2 separate regions of the Mus musculus genome follow, and region 2 is linked to region 1. A link is a contact called in public HiChIP or PLAC-seq data. All regions are on one chromosome and are shown on one strand. Each heading gives the region's core, a stretch centred on a gene start, on an enhancer-like site or on the middle of the called end of the contact. The rest is flanking DNA. Distances are from core to core; before and after follow the strand shown. Region 1 overlaps Specc1 (sperm antigen with calponin homology and coiled-coil domains 1). Region 2 overlaps Specc1 (sperm antigen with calponin homology and coiled-coil domains 1).

Region 1 (5,426 bases), core at 1,771-4,270:
ATTGTGATTGTTCTTGACCCCAAGTAATCTGGACCTGTTCTAGGATGCCAGAAACTTCTCGGTTCATCAACTTTTTATTTGCTTGGAAACGAACGAGCTCGGTGGGGAGTGAGCTGGGTTCCGGTTTTCACCTTTTGGTTGTTCGACTGGACTCAGGCACACGTTTAGATGCTGAACACCAACCGGTGTATTCAAAACAGCACTACTGTCACATGAATTAAACGAGATTTAATTTAGCCGCAAAAATGACATCTTGGCCTATTGGAAAGATTTGGTAGCAGGTGACCAGTCAGAAGTATTAAAATTCTTTTCAAAGTAGTAGTGATTTTTTTTTTTCAGACGAAGCCTTTTTATTATCTAAAAAAAAAAAAAAAATGCTTCCCATTTGTTTAGCTTCTGACTTTGCCTGTGCATTCAACATTATTCCGTTTTTCTGCTCCTTAAGAATGAACACACTCACTTTGTGCACATGGAACCTCTTTAGATGATTCGTTGTCTGTTTTAGACTTAGGTCTCACAGCAGAAACCTTTCTTCCTGGTCCAGAATTTACATGTTGATTTTGGTGCCATTCTGACCTTAGCGGGGGTTCGAAATAGCCCCCAGTCTTGTTAGAGGTGGTATTGTAGGAAAGCCCAAGTTGATGAGTCAAACATTCTGTCTGAGTGCCTCTAAGCAGCACCCCTGGAAAAGGAAAAAAAAATCAAAGCAGTAGTAATTTTAAAGTGTTTAACTTGGAAGGCAGTTATGTTCCCTACTGTACCACCAAGGCCGAAACTTTTAACTTGAGGACAGTATTGAGGCTCTGAGGTGAAATGGTCTTTCCAATAACTTATGCCTTGAATCTAGAGCAGTGCTGCATGTACAACCCCAATCATCTTTACCCCAACCATATCCCTTCATTCACACCCTGGCGTCCTTAGATCTGGACCGCTGCCATTGCCTTCCTGACACTTGTGGTACGTTGGACTGTTAGACCAGCCGCCATTACTCAAAACTCTGACAGCGCCGGGCATGGTGGCGCAAGGCAGAGGCAGGCGAATTTCTGAGTTCGAGGCCAGCCTGGTCTACAAAGTGAGTTCCAAGACAGCCAGGGCTACACAGAGAAACCCTGTCTCAAAACAAAACAAAACAAAACAAATCAAAACAAAACAAAAAACCAAACCAACCAACCAACAACAACAAAAAAAATTCTTGACAGCCACACTGGAATCTTAGGGGTAGACAAAAGAAAAATCTTAGGGGTGAGTTACTGTGTAGTGTACATAGCGGTCTCACACAGCAGTTATCTGAACTTCTTGGTACAGAATGACCAGTAAATGTAAAGTAAGAGTAATCTATTGTTTATTCTACGGAGAAAAGTTTGCATGAGCTAGCTTATTGATAAACTAGGTAAAGGGTATATAAAATTGAAAAAACACTTGTCAGTGCCAAAGAATTGTGAGAAACTCTTCATTCCTTTAGTTAAAAACTTATAAGGAGACTGTTACTTTTGTCGATCAGTTGTTTGATATTCTAATTTCCAAGTGCCCTTACATTTTAAAGCTTCCTAATGACCAAGAAGATCAAAAGATATGTGTATGCCAGTGGTTTATTTTATCTTAATATTTGGCTCGGGTGGAGCTCAGGGCTTGCTGTGCACATGCTAAGCACATGCTCCACCATTCGCTCGAGCCCCAGCCCTTTGTTGTGGGTTTTCAAAGTGAGTATACTTTTCTAACGGGCACATATTCTGACTTGCTGCAAGTAAAGATACTTGATTGGAAATCTTGGTAAAGGCTTTAAAGATTGAACTCTGGGTTGAAAGGATGAACATGATTTTAGCATTGCCTTCATGAAATGCTGTGAAATTTACCAGTGAAATTCTAGGCAGTAGAGTTCTTCTGTTCAGGATGAATGTACAGTTGGTGCGTTGAACTACGATCTGAACAAGTAGCTCTGCAGAGATGAGGGTAGTGGTAAGAGGGAATAGGAGGCCAGAAGCGGCAGAAACACCTAAGTCTGAATCATGAAGTTCCTCTACTGTCTCCTTTGGGAGCTGACACCCAGGAATGCATGAGGTTTATTACAGGAAGTAAGACCAAAGAAAGAGGAAGCAGAATTGATGAGGGAAAACCCTCCAATTATAAATGCAGTTACAGGGAGAGCCTCAGAATCATGCTGATCTGATGAAGTGTTAGCCTGTAGATGAGTTCTACAGCAAAGCTGACTATTAGAAGAAAGTTTAAGCTTTCTGCTCACCAGTCCTCAGTCCTTCTGCTGTTGGTGGTCACTGGCCAAAAGCTGTTGGGGCGCAGGGGATGTGCCTTTACGGTCAAAAGCCAAGTGGGATCCTAGGATCCTGGTGGTATCTGAATGATGTATTCTTTCTCAATTAGAGATTTTAGTGATGTCCCTTTAGGGCTATCTGGCAACAGTACCTCACTCAGATGTTTGGACAAGGACCTTCTATTTAAAGGGTAAACGAGGATGAGATGGCTTGGTGGATAAAAGTGCTACATACCAAGTCTTACTAACTTTTGAATTCAATCCCTAGAATCCACATGGAAGAAGGAGGGAACTAGTTTATTCACTTTTGTCTTCTGACCTCCTCTGTACCACACACAAGTAGACAGATAAATGTAATAAAGAGGAAATGAATGGTATTTCAGACCTCCTTTCAGACCCCTTCTGAGACTTGAGAGGGCTGGTTGGATAAGCCTGTTCTTCAAGTGATGCTCTTACTCATTTTTGGAGGAGTGTTTAGGCAGAAACCAAGTTTCTTAGAGGCTGCTTTTGTAGCTCTGTGGCATCTATACTGGCAGCAAGGTTCTTAAATGTGTGTGGTTTTCTGAGTTAGTTCATCATAACTTTTTGTGGTATTGCAGGTTGGTAAAGAAAAATGATCAAGTTAAAGACAGAAGTTCCATGTTCAAGGGCAGTTATAATTAAAAGAGCACGGTGAAGGCTACACCCCTTACTTGCTACAGGGTCTAGTTAACAGCCTTTCAATTTCTAGGCAGGTTGCCACAGGGCTACAGCCTGTGTACTGTTTAAAGGCATTTGGATAAATCAATGGACAAGCCCAGCCAGCTTGGAGTTGTATTGACCCAGAGGGAGGAGTGCAATTTTATAATTCTGCCTAGAAAGTGAGCTGAGAACTTACAATCGATCCTCCTGCTTTCACTTCCCAAGCTAGCATTACAGGCACAGGCTACTTCTGGGGTTTTTGCAGTGCTGAGGATCAAGCCCAGCACTTTGTGTATGATGAGTACTACAAACTAAGCTAATCCAAGCCCCATTTAGCTTATCATTCTTTTTTATCCTTCCTTCCTTCCTTCCTTCCTTCCTTCCTTCCTCCCTCCCTCCTTTCCTCCCTCCTTCTCTCTCACCCCCCTCTCTCTTTCTTTCTTTCTTTCTTTCTTTCTTTCTTTCTTTCTTTCTTTCTTCCTTCCTTCCTTCCTTCCTTCCTTTCTTTCTTTCTTTCTTTCTTTCTTTCTTTCTTTCTTTCTTTCTTTCTTTCTTTCTTCTTTTTCTTTCTTCTTTCCTCCCTCCCTCCCTCCCTCCCTCCCTCCCTCCCTTCCTTCCTTCCTTCCTTCCTTCCAGGTCTATTTATTTATTTATTTATTTATTTGTTTATTTATTTATTTAGACAGGGTCTCCCTATATAGCCCAGCCATCCTTGAACTCACTATGTAAACCAGTTTGGCCTTGAACACAAGAGATATTTGCCTGCTCTGCCTCCCGAATGCTGGGATTAAGTATGTGTACTGCTGTGCCTGGCTTCATTCTATTTTTTGATATAAGTCAAAGGCATTATTATCTGTACAAGACTACGAAATGTTTTTTATCTTTACTGTTTTTGATTAACTTTCATGGTTCGCCACTAATCCTTTCTGTGAAAGCAGAGGAACTAAATGCATTCTCATGGTTATATCTCGCACGCTTCATCTGCAAGTCATATATAAGTTGTAATTCCAAGTACATAACAATTCCAGACCAGCCATGGCCTGCCTAAAAAGAGACCCTGCCTGAAAGAAAAAAAAGATCTAAATGCATTGTTAGTACCAAAATATACATGGTGCTATATATACCATATACCTGAAAATTTTTGGTATATTTTTATACTAAACTTTTTAATAAACTTGATGTATTTTTTTAAAACCTAAGGGGTAAAGTGCGTGGCTCAGTGGAAGACCATATGCTTGGCATATGCAAGATCCTGGATGACCTTGAACTCATAGAGACCTACCTGTTCCTGTCTCCCTTTCTGTACCAGGGAGGTTTGTGCCACCATTCCCTGCCTATTCTGTTCATCTCCCACATTCAAATCTGCACATCACTTGATTAATTTGTACTTCTTTTGCATTTACACTGTCCAGATATTTTCCTTCCTAATTCCAAAGACCTATGACTGGACAGATTGCCTATTCTTTGTATATTTTCTATATCTTTAAGTCAGTATCTTTCTTGATAGTAAAGCAATGCAATTTTTAAAAATTTAACTATGATTCTCTCCTGGCTTTATCTGACTTATAAGGTCATTCTACTGAAATAATAGAAACAGTCAGTTAATGACACAGGTCACAAAATTTTTCAAATGAGAGGAGAGACCTTTCATACTGTAAGATCATAATCCTAATCTGTATACTAACTGACAAAACACTGGAAGAATTTAACCATGGTCATACACAAGCCATTTTTCCAGAATGTTCATAGACGGTTAAAATGTTGATCTGTTCTAAATACAGAAAGAAAGCATCATTAGAGTTTTAAAGGGAATTTTTACTGGCCACCCCATGACCATAATGTAATAAAACTATAAATAATAAAAGTTGAATTTGTAAAAAGTTCATAAATTTGACTCAATAGGCATTGAAAGCTATTTTTACAGATCACTTAAGGAAATAATTGAAATAGTGATGAGGTTACAAACAATAGGCAGATCCATTCTTCAGAAAGGTTTTATTATCAAGTAAAAAAGAACGGAAATGAGTGAAGTCAGTGCTAGATGAGAACATGCAGAAACAGCCCGCACAGCAGGCCTGTAGTCCCAGCACCAGGGAAGCATATCTATACAGGAAGGTCTCTGGGGCTTGCTGGCCAGTCAGTCTAGCCAAATCCACAAGCTCAAAGAGACCCCTGTCTCAAAAAGCAGTGTCCTAAAGTGGAGATCTTTTTTTCAAAACACAAGGTCATTTTGATCTTTGGTCTAAACACACATGCAGAACACACACACACAATTCATGTTCTAAGGGATTTTGGAGGGTTTGGTTAAGGTAGAATAAAAACCAAAAAATAAATTTTGATAAAATTAAAAAGTAACAAAATCAATTTATAAAGACAAGAAACAGGCCTGGGAGTACAGCTCAGAAAGTCACAGCATATATGAGGTACTGGGTTTGATCCTTATGAGAGAAGGGGGAGGTAAAAGAGATGGGAGAAGAAA
Region 2 (5,426 bases), core at 1,885-4,384, 140 kb after region 1:
AAAGATGGAGTCTGCAGATTCTCACAGTTCTCCAGAACTGGTGGACAGCCATGCAGAGGGGCAAGACACTCCCCCGCCCCCGCAGCCCCCTGTGCTCCCCACAGGAGCTCCTGAGCAGTAGTCAGCTGTGAAATGGGCCCCTTCATCTCCAGGTGGAAGTCTAGGGCTCAGAACCTCCTTTCTGATGAATGTGTTGCTCAGAAAGCTAGGACTTGTGCTGCGTCAGCACTGGCTGTGTTGATGTCATTGAGGACAGCCCTCACTGTCTCTGGACTTCTGCTCTGCCCAGCGGGGAGAGGGAAGTGCTGTCCCACACATCTAGGTCCTGGTTCCCCACGGGTGATCTCCAGCTATGTAGGGGAGGCCACAGTTAAGGCTTGTAGTTCAGTCTGTCTCTGGCTCTTGTCAGGGTGCTGTCTAGACATTTAGGAGCTCTCAGCAGAGCAGGCTCCATGCCAGTCACTGAACACCTTACAGTTCCTTGTAAGTGTAGGCACTTTGGGGCCCAGCCTCCCTGTGATTGGAATCCAGTTTGCCTAAGACTGGCCAGCCACATGTTCTTGTCTTTATTTTCCTTTGACTTTCTCCTGATTACTACACTTCTTGCCAGGGATGTAGAAGAGAAATGAGATCATTCCCAGTAGAAACAGGTACTGCTGGTGATGGGGGTGAGGCAGAGGGCAGGCAGATAGCACTCTGCTCTGGCGCTCTGACATGGTACCACACTGCTGCATGTGGAGGTTCAGGGTCTGGGAAGAGCTCCAGGGTACAAAAGGGAATATGGAAAACTGACCAGCTAAGAATACCAGCACAGCCGGTGCCTTACATTTTCTCCGGTTTTATTGGGGTGTTTGGGGGTGGGTTTGTTTGTTTATTTGTTTGCTTTGCGTTGGGGATTTTATGAAACAGAATCTCATGGCTGGTCTTGAATGCCTGATCTTCCTGCCTCTGCCTCCCAGGTGCTGAGATTAGACACCATGCCCGGCTTTGGTACTTTGTGGTTTTGCTGTGGTTTTGTTTGTCTTGTGCTTCTTTACTAACTATCATTTGGAGGTTGTCAAAAGCCTCCATGGCCGTGTGTTTCCCCTCTGCCCTCAGCTAAGCACAAGAGAGACCTGCAGAATGCAAGACCTTGAGAAGTTAAACCATGTGGGGAAGCCCGTGGTTTTCTGTGCTGAGTGGTGTCTGAGCTGATGACAGGTGACAGTGCTGAGGCCACACCGACAGGGACAGGGTCCGAGGAACGGCCCTCTCCTCAGTCCCTTCTCACTTTAGCATCCGAGTTTGTCCTTAGTTCTCATTCTTCATCCAGTTGCTCCTCAGCTTTTGTAGGGCATCCAGAATTCAAGCCATGGCTGGGAGAGAGAAAGCCATGTCCTGCCAAGCACGGTGCCCCTGCCTATGACTTCAGCTATTCTGGAGATGGAAGCAGGAGAGTCAGCTGAGCCTGGGGATTTGGTACTAGTCTGGCAAAAGAGACCCTGAGAGGGAGTGGGGCTGTCCCAAAGCAATCGGCCTTCTAGCAGTAATGACTATCTGGAGTATTCTCTTCCCATCTCCCACGAGCACCAGACACATGCCAGTCTCACTGGCCAGTAGAAATGGAGAACTGAGACCCTTAGAGACAAACCCACTCACCAAATCTAGCAGTTTCTAAGTATCCCAGTTAGAGATGCACCACTACCAACACAAATGAAAGCGGGAACCACCAGCCATCTGAAGAGAAGTGTTCCCAGCACCCACTTACGGCCCTGGACATCTAGCCCTCTGATTGAGGTTGGAGTTCTGGGACACCCTGAGTAGCTCACTGACTATCACTACATTAGTTGAATGCACTTGATACATTGTGGCCTCCTTTCTGTCAAGAGCACACTAGATAGCACCAAGCACTGCCCAAGTGTGACATACTATTCGAGGTGAACAGAGCTCATAATGGAAGTGTAAGGTGTGCCGCTGTGTAATATTTCTAATAAATATATTTTGTTTCTGCCTCAGTTCTTTCACCTGGTGACATTTATCCGAATTTTTTTCAAAGCACCAAACTTGCTTTGAGTCTGCTGACAGCCAGCATCGCCCTGCATGCTCCCGGTCCCTTCCCAGCCTCCCCTGCAGCTCTTCTACAGGTCGTGCCTCTGCCCTTCCCATCTGCAGCTGTCTTGCTGTGGATATAAGCTGTCAGATGAATTCCAGCACCAGGATGCTACCAAGCTGTGCAAATGTGCTTAAGATGGGAAGTGGGCTGCCTGGACCCCAGAAAACACACACAGTGTTGTAGAAAGTTATGACAAGCTTAAAGAGGCAAGTAAATAAAAAAATATAATTAGTAGAGATGCCAGTGGCACCTGGAAGCCACAGATGAGGAAGGCCACCCTAGAATCTTCATTCCTATTTCCTTTCAAGTGAGCCCCACAGCCTGGCCTTTTCCTGAGGACCTCCACAACTGCTCAGGGTAACAGTCGCTGATACGACTTAACAAACATTGGGCCAGCCTCAGGGCTACCACTTCCCTCTCAGTCTAAAGGGACAGGAAAAGTTGTGCCAAGAGATACCCAGTCTTGTTTGCTTCACATCTGATTGTCCTGTGCATCCTAAGTGCCAGTTGCCTTGGGCTGTGTACACGTGTGCATCCCTGCTGGCTCATGCACGTGCATAGTAGGCCTTTCACAGCTGCCCAGTGTCTCCCCACTTGGGAATTATCTCCATAGCAGCTGGCTTTGGAAGCTTATCACACAGGTTCTATCCTATGAACCTGGCTCTCTACATGAATGATGTAAGTACCATCCGTAGGCATTCCATGAGTGGGCCACCTTTGCACATGCAATTTACAGGAAGGGTAAACTGGTTTTGAAGTGGCCACCTGGTAGCACTGAACCCCAGGGCATCTTCCTTTCTGACCCCAGATTTCCCGTACAGCTATCTCGGGTGGTTTCTGTTGTCACAACACATACAATCCTACAAACCGCGTACTTTATAAAAAATAGAGGTTTGCTTACCATCAGCTCTGAAGTATGGACCCTCCAAGAGCCCAGCACTGGTGTCTGGAAAGGTATTCTTGCCACAGCATGACTTAGCAGAGGCCATGAGGAAACAGAGGAAGCATGCTGGCCCTTGGCCTTCCCTTGTGAAACCAATGATACCACGGGGAGCCCGGCCCTCATGACTCATACCCAGTTACCGCCAAAAAACCATTAAGCTTCTAGCACATGAACTTTGGGGAGATACATTCAAGCCATAGCTTCAGTGGCAACAGCTCAGGCTTAGCTGAGTTAAATGAGAGGCTCCTAACAGCCCTGTGTACAGATCCCTGGGCCCATGGCCACGTTCCCTCTGCAGGTGCGAAGGGCTTTGCTCTCGGGCTGTATGAACTTCTATCTGAGCTCCATGAGGGCCAAGTGTAGACATCTGTGCTCATGATGCCTAAACCTAATAAGTGGTGATTATATAGATCGCTTGATGAATTGGTCCAGCTGCCAATTACTTGTCTTCTGACTTGGAAATTAGTTCCAGGAATGAATACCACAGCATCCAGCCTGTGGTCCATCTTGTGAATGGTCTGTTCCAGCGTTTTGCGGCTTAATGGTGAGTGGGAAAGGCTCGGGGAAGAACTTGAAACCTGACCTCCCCGAGGCCTTCATCTTTCCCTTTCCTTACTGGTATTATATACTGGTCTCGTGAATGAAAAGACCTAACACATTCCCCCTCGGAGTCTTCTGGGATCTTTAAATGAACTCGTTTTAGCTTATTTCACCTGCTTCAGTAAGATATTTCTATATCATGAAGAAGAAAAAAAATTCCATAAATAGATTTGCCTAGAACACTTTAGAAGGTTGGCCAGTGGGTCTGTGAACCTTCCCATTTGTCCATCTGGGCCGCTATTTATATCCCTCCTTAGTGTGGCCATTTCCCTTGTATCTGAAAAATGAGACAGAACTGACAGTGGGACATGGGAAAAGTTTTCCTGCTACACGTGACCTCAGAAGGCTTGGCTGCCATTCAAGGCTGATCCTGGAAAACATCTGGAGATGGACCTCGTCCTAAGAAAGGCAAAGCCTCACCACCCAGAGCCTCCAAACAGGCAACAGGGATGAGAACTCACTGTGACATTGAAGATGTGTTGTTCCGACTGCTGAGGCCTTTCAGACCTGCCTGCTGTGCCCACAGCCTGCTGTGCCCACAGATCCAGTTGCTTTTGTTGAGGGAAGGGGAAGAGGAGGCCTGGCTTTGGCCACCTGCCTTTGTTGTCTACAGCCATGGGCCCAAGGTGAGAGCACGGTGGTTTTGTCCCTCTCAGAAATCCTGTGGGTGGCTCAGTGTTGGGTCAGTCGGCCCTGAGTGTGATATCAGTATTTAGAACTTTGAGGTATAACACAGCTGTTCCTGCAAATCATCTAATATTTAGCCCATCTGGGCAAGTGTGTGGCCGGGATAAGCCCACTTGAAGGAATTTGTAGACATTCACAGCAGAATCTCTAACAAAGGAGGATGCCAAGCTTCCACCCTGACTTCTAATCCAGCTTTCTTAGGGCCAAGTTTAGGTCTTTAAAGCCCAAAGAAACACTTATTCTCCATTTTCCCCTTAGTCTGGAGTCCAGGGAGCACACCACTCACAGACTGTTAGGCTGCTGGTCTTTGTAGTCATTGTTTGTTGCTGGTGTAACAAATTACTACAATGATTGCTGTCTTATGGTTAGAGAGTTTAGATACCAGTCTACACAAGATTTGCTGAATGCCATACTTTGAGTCTTGAATATTTCTCAATGGGTTAAAGACATGTTCAGCAACCTCTTTAAGAGGTGAGGCCTAGTGGGAGGAAGTTAAGTCCCTTGGGGGTGTATCCTTCAGAGATAGTGATACCCTGGCCCCTTTTTTCTGTTGTGTTTCCGATGCTATGAGGTAGGCAAGCCTCCTGCACCACACACACTTTTGCCGTGATGTGCCGAACCACCCACCATAGGGCCAAGGGACTGGATGAAAACCTCTGAAACCTTTCTTCCTTTTAAGTTTATTTTCTTAAGTATTTTGTTACAGCTGTGGAAAGCTGCCTGACACCTGGAACTAAAACGACCTCAGCAGGTAGGGTGACCTTCCCTTGGGGAGGCCCTAAGTGACAATCTGTTTTCTTGCCTTCCCCAGCTTCCCACATTCATAAATCGTGACCTCTTTCTTGGTCTTAAAGCCAGTGTGTGCTGAAGCTTCTGGCCATCCCTTTAAGACCAAAAGCATGTCTTTTCATGGCATGTGTTTAGTAGTCTAGAAAAATCTTACTGAAGAACGTCACCAAATTCTTTTTGCTATTCCTGGCTACATCTTCCCCCTGGCTCTCTGCAGCTAGGGAAACTCTGATTTTAGAGTCATGTAGGTAGATCGGGGCTATCCAGGTACTGTATTAACGATTCTCCCCATCCCACAACCCTACTCACCTTCAC

The links. HiChIP or PLAC-seq counts read pairs in DNA pulled down with a chosen protein or histone mark.
Region 2: an HNF4G HiChIP or PLAC-seq map of pancreatic cancer cells shows a contact between it and region 1. The contact joins two enhancer-like sites. A contact is called at or near these places in 1 of 484 Hi-C or Micro-C datasets (muscle stem cells), 4 of 115 datasets of contacts at active chromatin or transcription factors (embryonic stem cells, microglia and pancreatic cancer cells) and 1 of 9 other capture datasets (embryonic stem cells).

What each region holds. Positions count from the first base shown.
Region 1 is chr11:62,077,636-62,083,061 of GRCm38.p6, forward strand. All of the region lies in intron 3 of Specc1 (sperm antigen with calponin homology and coiled-coil domains 1), which reads left to right. Among named protein-coding and RNA genes, the nearest start is that of Gm39988, 30 kb to the left of the region's middle. Within about 2 kb of position 3,021, at least 5 of the 459 cell types and tissues checked have an H3K27ac peak or open chromatin away from gene starts, as enhancers often do. A contact at or near this core is called in pancreatic cancer cells, where this site is marked.
Region 2 is chr11:62,221,012-62,226,437 of GRCm38.p6, forward strand. It overlaps Specc1 (sperm antigen with calponin homology and coiled-coil domains 1), which reads left to right. Exons shown (of 15, transcript NM_001281818.1): 15 at 1-2,002. Among named protein-coding and RNA genes, the nearest start is that of Adora2b, 25 kb to the right of the region's middle. Within about 2 kb of position 3,135, at least 100 of the 459 cell types and tissues checked have an H3K27ac peak or open chromatin away from gene starts, as enhancers often do. A contact at or near this core is called in pancreatic cancer cells, where this site is marked.